2 separate regions of the Oryctolagus cuniculus genome follow, and region 1 is linked to region 2. A link is a contact called in public Micro-C data. All regions are on one chromosome and are shown on one strand. Each heading gives the region's core, a stretch centred on a gene start, on an enhancer-like site or on the middle of the called end of the contact. The rest is flanking DNA. Distances are from core to core; before and after follow the strand shown. Region 1 overlaps ADORA1 (adenosine A1 receptor). Region 2 holds the start of PPFIA4 (PTPRF interacting protein alpha 4).

Region 1 (5,197 bases), core at 1,860-4,359, 100 kb after region 2:
ACATCTGAGCTGCGACCTGAGTGAGGAGAGAGCAGGTCGCGCAGTGGCCAACCGCGCATGGAGAGGAGTCTGGGCAGCGTGGAGTCGCTGGCTCGAGGGAAGCGCAGGGCCCCTTAGGGGGAAGGGGTCCAGGAGCCTTGGGGGATGCGACTGTCCCCCCATTTCCCCTCTCCCCTAGAAATCTGCTGCCCCCAGCGCAGGGCCCTTGGCTCACGAGCGAGGAGGGGCGAGATGGCTCCACCGCCGAGGGAGGTGGGCTGTGCGGCTCCTTCGCTGAAATAGCTTCCCCAGGACCTCGGTGTCTATGGGGGCTGCTCTGGCCCTCCTCCCTGAGACCCCACCCCAGCACTTGGACTCCTGCTTGGCTGGCCCCTGGATAACTCCCGCCCTGCTGTCTCCTTGGAGAAGGAAGAGGAGGGGCCCTGCCCGCTCTGCCCGCCTTGGCCCAGGACCCCCTGCATCCCTCCTCTGAATTGATCTGGTTTGTTTAAGCCTGTGTTTGGCATCTCTGCCGCCTGTCTCCCGCCTCCAGGACAAAGGATGCTGGCAGGAGCGCCTGCTCTCTTCCGTGTTCCCAAACCAGAGCTTCGGGGCCCTGGCACCTGAAATGTCTGCTTCCTGAGTGAAAGGGGCGGCGCCTAGACAGCCGGTAGCCACCAGAGAGAACAAGCAGGCCACGTGGTCCCGGGGTCTGCCGGTGCTGGCCAGGCTTGTCTCAAGCACCCCAACCACGGCTCCTGCCTCCTGCTCCAGGCCTCCGTCTCCCTGAGTGGCGGGACTGGGGCCAGTGCAGGCTTTGGACTGGGTCCCATCTCAGCCTCGCAGCTTCTGTCTCTGCTTCTTCCGGGCTGAGTGGCCTTGGGCGTGTTGCCCTGTCTCTCTGGTTCTCAGTTGCTGGAGCTAGGAATGGGGATAAGAAAGGCACAGGTAAAGTCTGGGGGAAAGCGGAGCGAATGCCATCTCGCTGCTGTCCAGCAGTTGCCCGTTATCTGAGCCCTCCTGCAGCAGCCCCGCCAGGGTGTCGGGGAGGAACCCACGGCTGCCTTGCTGTGCCCTCTTTGGACACGGGAGCTGCATGTGCACCGCACACGGTGCCACATCCCTTCTGTGGAGCCAGGCCCGCCCTGGCAGCTCTAACAGCTCAGCAGCAGCCCCTCTGCCATCTCTCTCGCTCTCGGGGTCCCCGCTGCCCCCTAGCTCACCAGGTGCCCCACCTTCCCATGCTGCCATCATCAATAAGAAGATACTGGCTGGTAGGCGCATTCACACACTGCAAACAGAGCAGTAGTCCCCTGTCCCACCTCGGTCGCTGGGGCTGGTGAGGCCTTGGGCCGCAGGTTGGGAGGCATCTGCCTCCTGCCCCCACTCCGGTGCATGCCTGGAAGGTGCAGCCTCTGCTTCCCTTTCCCACGTCTGGGGAGAGGTGCGTCTCTCCCCTGCCCTGGGCCCTTCCTGTGAGAGCCAGCCCCACCTCAGCCAAGGTCCTGGCTCCAGACCTTTCCCACCAAGGAGAAAATAGCAAGAAAAACAGATGGGAGCTGATACCGTGCACTGCAGGGTCTGCTGGGACCAGGTTCTGGAGGAGCCCCAGGAAAGCTTTAACCCCAGGGCTCCAGGCAGTCAGGAAGGGTGAGGGGAGGGTGGGAGGAGGAGGCCCCTCCCCAGCCCAAAGCTGCCTCCTTCCCCCACCCAAGACCCCGTCGGTGTCTCCCTCCCCATCCTCCATAGGCCATGGGGACCCAGATGCAGGTCCTTGGCTGGGCGACAGCTCCTGGGGGCTCCTGGCCCACCCCTGGGTCGGGCCAGTGCCCTCCTTGGACGGCACCCAGACAGGGCCACGGTAAAGCTCCCAGGCAAGGGCTCTTCCACACCTGAGGCCTCACAGTTGCCCTGGGGCCCTGCAGCAGGCCGCAGGGCTGCTCCCGGGGTCCCAGCCCCTGGGGAGTGGCTCCCTGGTGCGGCACAGCTGGGTACGGCCACCTGAGACCACACCCAGCAAGGGCTGTGTCCGTGGCAAATGTGATGCCAAGGAGACAAGTGATGGGCCGTGGGGAGGACAGGATGCCTGCCCCCCCCCCCCCCTTCCTCCTGCTGGAACCCTGCTGGCCGCAGGAAGCTGGAGCTGGGACCTGGCCCCACCCTCCACCTGTTGCTGGTGAGGACGCACCGTTCTCTGGTCCCTCCCCATAGATTCATACCCAGAGTTTGCCTCCTTCTTCCTCTTCTAGATTTATTTTATTTATTGGAAAGGCAGAGTGATAGAGAAAGAGACTGAGAGACAGAAAGAAAAAGTCATCTTCCACCCTCTGGTTCACACCCCCAAGTGGCCACCACAGATGGGGCTGGGCCAGGCCGAATCCAGGAGCCTGGAGCTCCATCCGGGTCTCCCACGTGAATGGCAGGGCACAAGGACTTGGGCCATCATCCGTTGCCTTCCAAGATGCCTTAGCAGGAAGCTGGGTCAGAAGTGGAGCAGCCGGTACTGGAACTGGGGCTCCAGTGCGGTGTGCTGGCATCACAGCCTGCCCCACCACAACGCTAGCCCTTTCTCTTTCATTGTGCTTATTTATTGCCATCTACTTCAGCTGGGTCAGAAACCGGGGAGCCTGGACTCGGGCTGGCGCTCTGACAGGGACGCGGGCATTGCGCCTGTTGTGCCACAGCGCCCCCTGCCTGCCCAGAGCTTCCTTGGTAGTGTCTGGGAGGACCTGATGGTATCTAGGAGTGAGAGCCTCGGACCCGTCCTGAGCAAAGCCAGAGGGGAGCCTCTGGGCTGTGTTTGCCGAGCATCCGGAGACCCTGGACTTCTCCCAGGAGCAAGTGCATTTAGGGGCGTGGAGGGGTCAGGGCTGGGCAGAGCAGCACCAGCGGGGAGCCCCCGGAGCAGCTGCACCTGCAATGTTCCGTGGGGTCCTCAGCCTGGGCAGCAGGTCTCGTCTTCCAGAGGGGGCACTGAGCTGGGGGGGGCCTTGTGCTTTGCCATGGGGGGCATGGATTTGGCTGCTCTGCCGAGGATGGGAAAGGGGTGGAATCGGCTTCCACTGCAGCTCGCGTCTAAGAAACACGCGTGAGGCACGAGGGAACAGGTCAGCTCCTGAGGTCGGGGGCCTGGGGGTGCAAGGGTGCCACCATGGCCCAGTAGGGAGGGGGCAGTGCTCTGAAGGGTCTCCGAGTCCCCTGGAATGATAAGGAGAGGGGGAGCGGGGTCCTGGATGTCCCTGCTGGCACTCCTCTTTCTATGGGGGGGGGGGCGAGGGGGCGCCTGTCTTCTCCCGCCCTCCAGATTATCCCCCTGCACTGTTGGCCAGGGCATGAGGGGCCTGCAGCAGACGGTCAGGCATTCTGGCATCCAGCCCCCGGGGGGCTCAGGAGCTGTTTGCCTGGCAGGAGGGCGCTCGTCCATCTCTGGAGGCTGCCCTGGAAAATAACAACTGGGCACGCTCAGCGGCTCCTGTGTGGGGCTGGGCAGTCCCAGCCCTTGGCACCCGCTCCAAGGGCAGCGTGCGGGCCGGGTTGGTATAAAGGGAAGCAGGGAGCCCCTGAGCCTGTAAAACCCGTCTCCCTCATGAGGAGGAGGGCCCCTGCCGCACCCCCACCCCTGCCTGATAGGAGGCGGCTTGGACGGCCCCTCCCTTCACAAATTCTTTATCTCCCTGGAAGGACACATTAGGGCCTGCAGTTGTCTGTTCAAGCCCTGACTTTTGTGTTGTCTGCCTCTCTCCCCGGGAGCTCTGGGGAGGCAGAGAACCATGGAGCCCCTGAGAGATGCTTGCTGAGCCGGTACGTGACAGCATGGAAGTTTCTAGCACACGGTAGAGGCTCAGCGAACATCTTTCTCTCCTGAGATCATTCCCAGTCAGTCCAGGGTGCAGGGCTGGTTCTTCTTCTTTTAAAGATTTATTTTATTTGTTTGAGAGGCAGAGTGGCAGAGAGACACGGAGAGAGGAAAAAGTCTTTCCACCCGCTGGTTTACTCACCCAATGGCCACAACAGACCGAAGCCTGGAGCCTGGAGCTGCATCCAGGTCTCCCACGTGGGTGCAGGGACTCGAGCACTCGGGCCATCCTCCGCTGCTTTCCCAGGGGCATTAGCAGGGAGCTGGGCCGGGGGTGGAGCAGCCGGGACTCACACTGGTGCTCATACGAGCCATCGGCTGCAAGCAGTGCCTTGGCCCACTGCTCCACAGCAAGGACCCTACCAAGAGCAGGGGTCTCCACACCAACCTTTTTGGGGAATGGGAGTAAAGACAGAGGTGGAGACGGGGCGGTGGCATGGGCAGGCGTGGACGGGGCAGAGTCAACAGAAGGGGGTGCAGGAGGTTTTGCTTAGGACGCTGGTGTCAGCCGGCCCAGCGGAGGGGTGGTTTGCCGATCGCCTGGCCACGTGGGGCAGTGTCGGGGTGTTAGGAAGCACTTCTGTGGGCCCTGGGCTCGTCATGGGTCTCTGTGAGGCCTCGGTTTCCTCAGCTGTCAAATGGGCAGTCTTCACACTGCCAGAGATTTCAGAAGCCACCGGGGACGTGACAAAGCTGCGACGAGATGGCGGGGCGGGGCGAGGGGAGTGCCCAGCACCCGTGAACAATTTTCACTCGTGTCTTTTCCTTAAAACTCCTGATTAGCCTTGGCTATTTTCAGCCATGATTTTTATCACGGATCGGGGTCCCTCTCTGTGCAGGAGAAGGGAGCCGGTGCACTGTCCTGGATCCTGGTGGACGCGTGCACCCCCCACCTCCACCCTGCCCGCTCACCGGGGCCCAGGAGGCTCTCCGGAGAGCTGCAGCCCCTCACTCTGCCCCTCGCCCGCAGGTACAAGGCAGTGGTGACGCCGCGCAGGGCGGCGGTAGCCATCGCCGGCTGCTGGATCCTCTCGCTCGTGGTGGGCCTGACGCCCATGTTCGGCTGGAACAACCTGCGGGAGGTGCAGCGGGCCTGGGCGGCCAACGGCAGCGTCGGGGAGCCGGTGATCAAGTGCGAGTTCGAGAAGGTCATCAGCATGGAGTACATGGTGTACTTCAACTTCTTCGTGTGGGTGCTGCCCCCGCTACTGCTCATGGTCCTCATCTACCTGGAGGTCTTCTACCTGATCCGCCGGCAGCTCAGCAAGAAGGCGTCGGCCTCCTCCGGAGACCCGCACAAGTACTACGGCAAGGAGCTGAAGATCGCCAAGTCGCTGGCCCTCATCCTCTTCCTATTCGCCC
Region 2 (4,966 bases), core at 75-2,574:
CCCAGGCCATAGCAGAGAGCTGGACTGGAAGATGAGCAACCAGGACTAGAACTGGCGTGCATATGGGTTGCCGGTGCCGCAGGTGGAGGATTAACCTAGCGTGCCACAATGCCGGCCCCTCCCAGTCTCCTTTGCTGGCAGCGAGCAGAGGTTGCTTTGGGAATTGTTCCCTTGGTTGTGAGTCCTCGGTGTGTGAGGGCGGCTGCAGTGTCGGGTGGGCCATAGCCTCTGCCCAGTTGCTCGCAGGCCTTGGGCAGCCACGGAGGGTGGGCCCCTCACCTGGAAGCTGTTCTAGAATGGGAGAATTTGTGGGGAACAGGTTAGGATGGGCCTGGGATGGTGGGGCCAGCCTCTTACCCCTCTGCTCCTCCTGGGGCAGGTGGGGGGCAGTGGGCACCCCCCCCCCCCCGCCGAGGAGAGACGAGATGCGTGGGTATTAGGTCAGGGCAAGGGTTTTGGCATCAGGGGTAGCCCTGGCCCGAGTGAGCAGGGCCTCCAGGAACCAGGGCTGAAGCTCGGGCGGAGCTGGGGCATCAGGCAGGGGCCTCCACTCCGCCTGCTTTGTCGGCCGCCCGCAGCCTGCGGAACTTGGGGGACAGGTGGGAGAAACTTCTTGGGTGCCGACTCCGACACCATACTCAAAACTCCCTTCTCTTCTTGCTCTGATACCCATCCGCTCCTGTCTGGACCTTGTTCCCCAAACCAGGGGGCAGATCTACCCTCTGTCTCTCTCTTTTCTAAAGATTTATTTGTATTTGTTTGCAAGCTCTTCCATGTGCTGGTTCACTCCCCAAATGGCCACAACAGTGGGCCCAGGGCCAGGCTGAAGCCAGGAGCCTGGAGCTCCATTCGGGTCTCCAGCAGGGGCCCAAGCACTTGGGCCATCTTCTGCTCTTGTCCCAGACACATTAGCAGGGAGCTGGATCAGAAGTGGAGCAGCCGGGACTTGAACTGGTGCCCGTTTGGGGTGCCGGCGACACAGGTGGCGGCTTTCCCTGCTACCACAGGCCCCTCCATCACTTTCTAAAGCCGAGTGTCGCTGAGTTGCAGGAGAAAGGGAAGGGCCAGTGTGTGTAGGGGAAGGGACTCTCACTCTTGTGTCTACCTCGGCTCCCTCGTGTCCTGATGCATGCTTGGTCTGCACTCGGACTTCCCTGGGGAAGCACCTGCTGGCCACAGCTCTGCGGCCCTGCAGTGGGGGTGGAGCTTTGTGCCGGGGAGGGGTGGAGGTGAGGGATGAGGGAGAGGAGCCCTCCACAGCAGGTGGGCTGGACAGTGCCCAGAGGCTGCATCCCCAAGCCCTGAGGGACCTTGGGGTTTTCAGGAATTTGCCACCTTAACCCGGGAGCTGAGCATGTGTCGGGAGCAGCTTCTGGAGCGGGAGGAAGAGATCTCGGAGCTGAAAGCAGAGCGGAACAACACCAGGGTGAGTGGGCGTGGCCTGGAGTGTGTGTGTGTGTGTGTGTGTGTGTGTGCACGCGCGCGCACGCTCTTTTCCAGCGTGTCCTCATGCGCACTCGGTGAGCAGGTAGGCCCCGTGTGCAGCCCCCAGGGCATGGGCTCCCAACTCTCCTCTGGCCCTCGCTTGCTCCCCGCCAGCTGCTTCTGGAACATCTGGAATGCCTGGTGTCCCGGCATGAGCGGTCCCTGCGGGTGACCGTGGTGAAGCGCCAGGCGCAGTCGCCTTCGGGCGTGTCCAGCGAGGTGGAGGTGCTGAAGGCCCTCAAGTCGCTGTTTGAGCACCACAAGGCCCTGGATGAGAAGGTACTGTCTCCACGACATTCCCCTGCCCGCCCGGCCTCCCCTCCCTCCCTCAGGTGTCTGCTTGTAGCGTTTGGGGAACCTCTGGCTTCAGAGCCCACTCCGTCCCACCGGTGACCCAAGTTCAAGGTCCTCTGTTGGGTTCCCTATGGAAATTTGTCTTTGGGAGGCCTCTCACTTTCCTCCCTGGCTGACAGCAGCAGACCAGGCCCCACCCCTCCACCCTGCGTGCAGAGGGGTCCCCTCCCTTCTTCTATCTCGCCTTCCCTTGGGCAGGTGCGGGAGCGGCTCCGGGCAGCCCTGGAGCGAGTGACGACCTTGGAGGAGCAGCTGGCAGGAGCCCACCAGCAGGTAAACTGCCTGGGCCCCTTGGTCAGCGCCCTGCAGCTCTTGGACGCCCAGACTGCTTCAGTTCTGGGCTCTGCGCCTCCCTGGGCTTCTCCCTGCTGTGGCTGAGGGCCGTAAGCCCAGGCTAGACCGGCACCTCTTTCTGGGAGGTGGGGCCGCAGAAGAGTCTGGAACGTGTGGGAGGGTCTCGCCTCCAGGACTCATGTGCCCTACAGGTGTCCGCCCTGCAGCAGGGGGCAGGGGTCCGGGATGGAGCTGCAGAAGAGGAGGGGATGGCAGACATGGAGCCGAAGCGCCTGTGGAAGGTGGGTGCCGGGAGCTGCCCGTACCCCCCAGGAATACGGAGTGGAGGCCCTGCCCTGCCTCAGTTCAGTAGAGCAACTGCTTGAATTCAACTTGAGGCTTTCTCCACTATTCCCACTTCTTCTTTCTCCCTCCCATTTCACCTGCAAAGAGAGTTTTGTTTTGGTGCCCAGCGTACCGCTGGGCATGCCATGTGCTTGTCCGCCTCTGCTCTGCGGGGCCCCTAGCTCAGGGGTCAGCAGCAGGCAGGATTCCTTCTTTGTCCCCCCACCCCCAGCCCCCAGGCCCCTTTCTGGGTTACGAGAGGTAACTGAGACAGCAGGCAAGGCCAGAAAGTGCTGATCTGCAGGATTCAGGGGAGAGCGAGGGTGTTTGCTCATTGCGGTGTGTGTGGAGGGGGAGTTCCTGGGCCCCCAGGGGAAGGAAGGTGAACTTGGAGGTGTGCTGTGATGTCTGGGGGGGCAGAGCTCTGATCTGCTCCGGGGTGGGGCAGGGGAGTGAGTGACCCTGGCTCCCTGGAGACTGATGGCTCACTGTCCCCCGAGGATGGCGTGGGCCGGGTGGAGGAGCTGCAGGAGCTCCTGGAGAAGCAGAACTTTGAGCTGAGCCAGGCCCGGGAGCGACTGGTCACCCTGACCGCAACCGTGGCTGAACTTGAGGAGGACCTGGGCACAGCCCGCCGGGACCTCATCAAGTCGGAGGAGCTGAGCGGCAAGCACCAGCGGGACCTGCGGGAGGTGCGCATGGGCGCAGGCATTGGCGCTCAGGACGGTGTGGGCGGAGGGCGGGGCAGGGCCGGGGCAGCTAAGACCCAATGCCTGGCGGGTCCGGCGTGGGGAGGAGGGATGAGGGGGGTATCATGCCGGCCGGTGTTGGGGGCAGATGCATAGAGGGGGAGGTAGGGGAGGGGCTGGTGACCTCCCTTCTTGTCCCCTGTGCTGCCCCCAGGCTCTGGCCCAGAAAGAGGACATGGAGGAGCGAATCACCACGCTGGAGAAGCGCTACCTGGCTGCTCAGCGGGAGGCCACGTCCATCCACGACCTCAACGACAAACTGGAAAACGAGCTGGCCAACAAGGAGTCCCTGCACCGCCAGGTAAGGCCTCCCCCTGGGGTGCGGTGGGCATCCTGCCTGACCCTCGAGGTCCCCGTGATCCTGCTAAAGCCAAATGTCGCTTGGGGGCCCAGGAGCCCCTGGGGTCCTGCAGGTCAACTCGGGGCAGGGGAAGTCAGGCATCTTGGACAGCCGAGGACCCAGATGGTCCCTTGCTGCTTCTGACCCGTCACCTGCTCTCTGCTGAGGCCGGGGGGCGTTGTGCTCCATTCTGAGTCACGTCTCCACCCCTCCCCGTCCCTGTCCCCCCCCCCCCCCCCCCCCAGTGTGAGGAGAAGGCCCGGCACCTGCAGGAGCTGCTGGAGGTGGCCGAGCAGAGGCTGCAGCAGACAATGCGCAAGGCGGAGACGCTGCCAGAAGTGGAGGCTGAGCTGGCCCAGAGGGTTGCAGCCCTCACCAAGGCAAGTGGGCCCGAGGCTGGGCCCTGCCCTGTCCCCGCGTCCTGGACGCTGCTGGAGCCACACGGGCAGTGGGGGAGGGAGAGGGAGGCGCACTGGGCCGGGAGCCAGACACCCGCACTGCGTGACTGCCTGTCTGGCAGTGGGAAGAGTACTCCTACCCCTGTCCCTCCACGGGGGTGTGACCGGCCCCTAAGGAGGGGCGATGCCGGCGGAAGTCCTCATGTTGTCTTCTCACCGTGTGGCTCCTTCCTCCTTTTGTTTGGGGCTGGCGTGGGCAGATGAGGACTTTACTCTCTGGGAAGGTGAACCAGAGAGGAGGTGTGGGCCACATCTCTACGTCCCCTGGGCTGCAGGCGAGCACGTTTATTTGTAAAACCAATTTGAAGCACTGTAGATCGAGGGTTAACGTTTCAGTAATTCCTGAAAAGCGCACAGGCCGTCAACACAGGAAGCTGTCGGAGAGTAGGGTACACCGTGCGCTTGGACACGGGCGTGTCCATCAGAAGAACTTGGGAGTGTTTTCAGCAGGTTGGGGCCTCCGGGGTCCTGATGCAGGGTCACCATAGCTACCCTGAGCCATGCAGAGGACTCCTAACTCCTAACTCCTAACTCCAGTGGTTAGTAAGCACCGGGCCCTGGGGGCTGTGCAGGACCGAGGCTGGCCCATGTGCCCGTGTGGTAGCCTAGGTGCTCTGGGGCCCGTGGCCTGGCTGTCCCCCCAGGAGACACTGAGTGGCTCTGTGGCCGGGGAAAAGTCACCCCCTCACTAAACTAAACTGAATGTCCTTTCCTCAGGGATGCTGATGTTGGACTTGGTGGTCGCTAAGGGCTTTGCAGCCCCTGGGAAGGGAGGGCTGGGTTTTAATTCCGGCAGGGTGCTGTGTGTGGGGTGCTGAGCAGTCGGCTGCAGTGTCCCCAGAGACTGCCCGGAAGGGGCAGGCTCAGGGACTCATGCGTCCTAGGGCGTCATGGCGGGTGGGGGTGCTAGGGAAGGGTGTGCTGACTAAGATGTGTGATCGTCTGGAGTGTCTCGTCAGCAG

What was found. A called contact is a pair of places that touch in the nucleus more often than the background predicts.
Region 1: a contact with region 2 is called in a Micro-C map of ear pinna, with 1.8 times the contacts expected there. The contact joins the enhancer-like site here to the promoter of PPFIA4 in region 2. A contact is called at or near these places in 2 of 6 Hi-C or Micro-C datasets (ear pinna and an unstated tissue).

Annotation. Positions count from the first base shown.
Region 1 is chr13:18,891,907-18,897,103 of mOryCun1.1, forward strand. It overlaps ADORA1 (adenosine A1 receptor), which reads left to right. Exons shown (of 2, transcript NM_001171073.1): 2 at 4,806-5,197. Among named protein-coding and RNA genes, the nearest start is that of MYBPH, 11 kb to the right of the region's middle. Within about 2 kb of position 3,110, at least 1 of the 8 cell types and tissues checked has an H3K27ac peak or open chromatin away from gene starts, as enhancers often do. A contact at or near this core is called in ear pinna, where this site is marked.
Region 2 is chr13:18,793,205-18,798,170 of mOryCun1.1, forward strand. It overlaps PPFIA4 (PTPRF interacting protein alpha 4), which reads left to right and starts at 1,325. Exons shown (of 27, transcript XM_070055110.1): 1 at 1,325-1,426; 2 at 1,600-1,764; 3 at 2,038-2,112; 4 at 2,325-2,414; 5 at 2,958-3,149; 6 at 3,361-3,507; 7 at 3,792-3,926. The coding sequence starts at 1,325.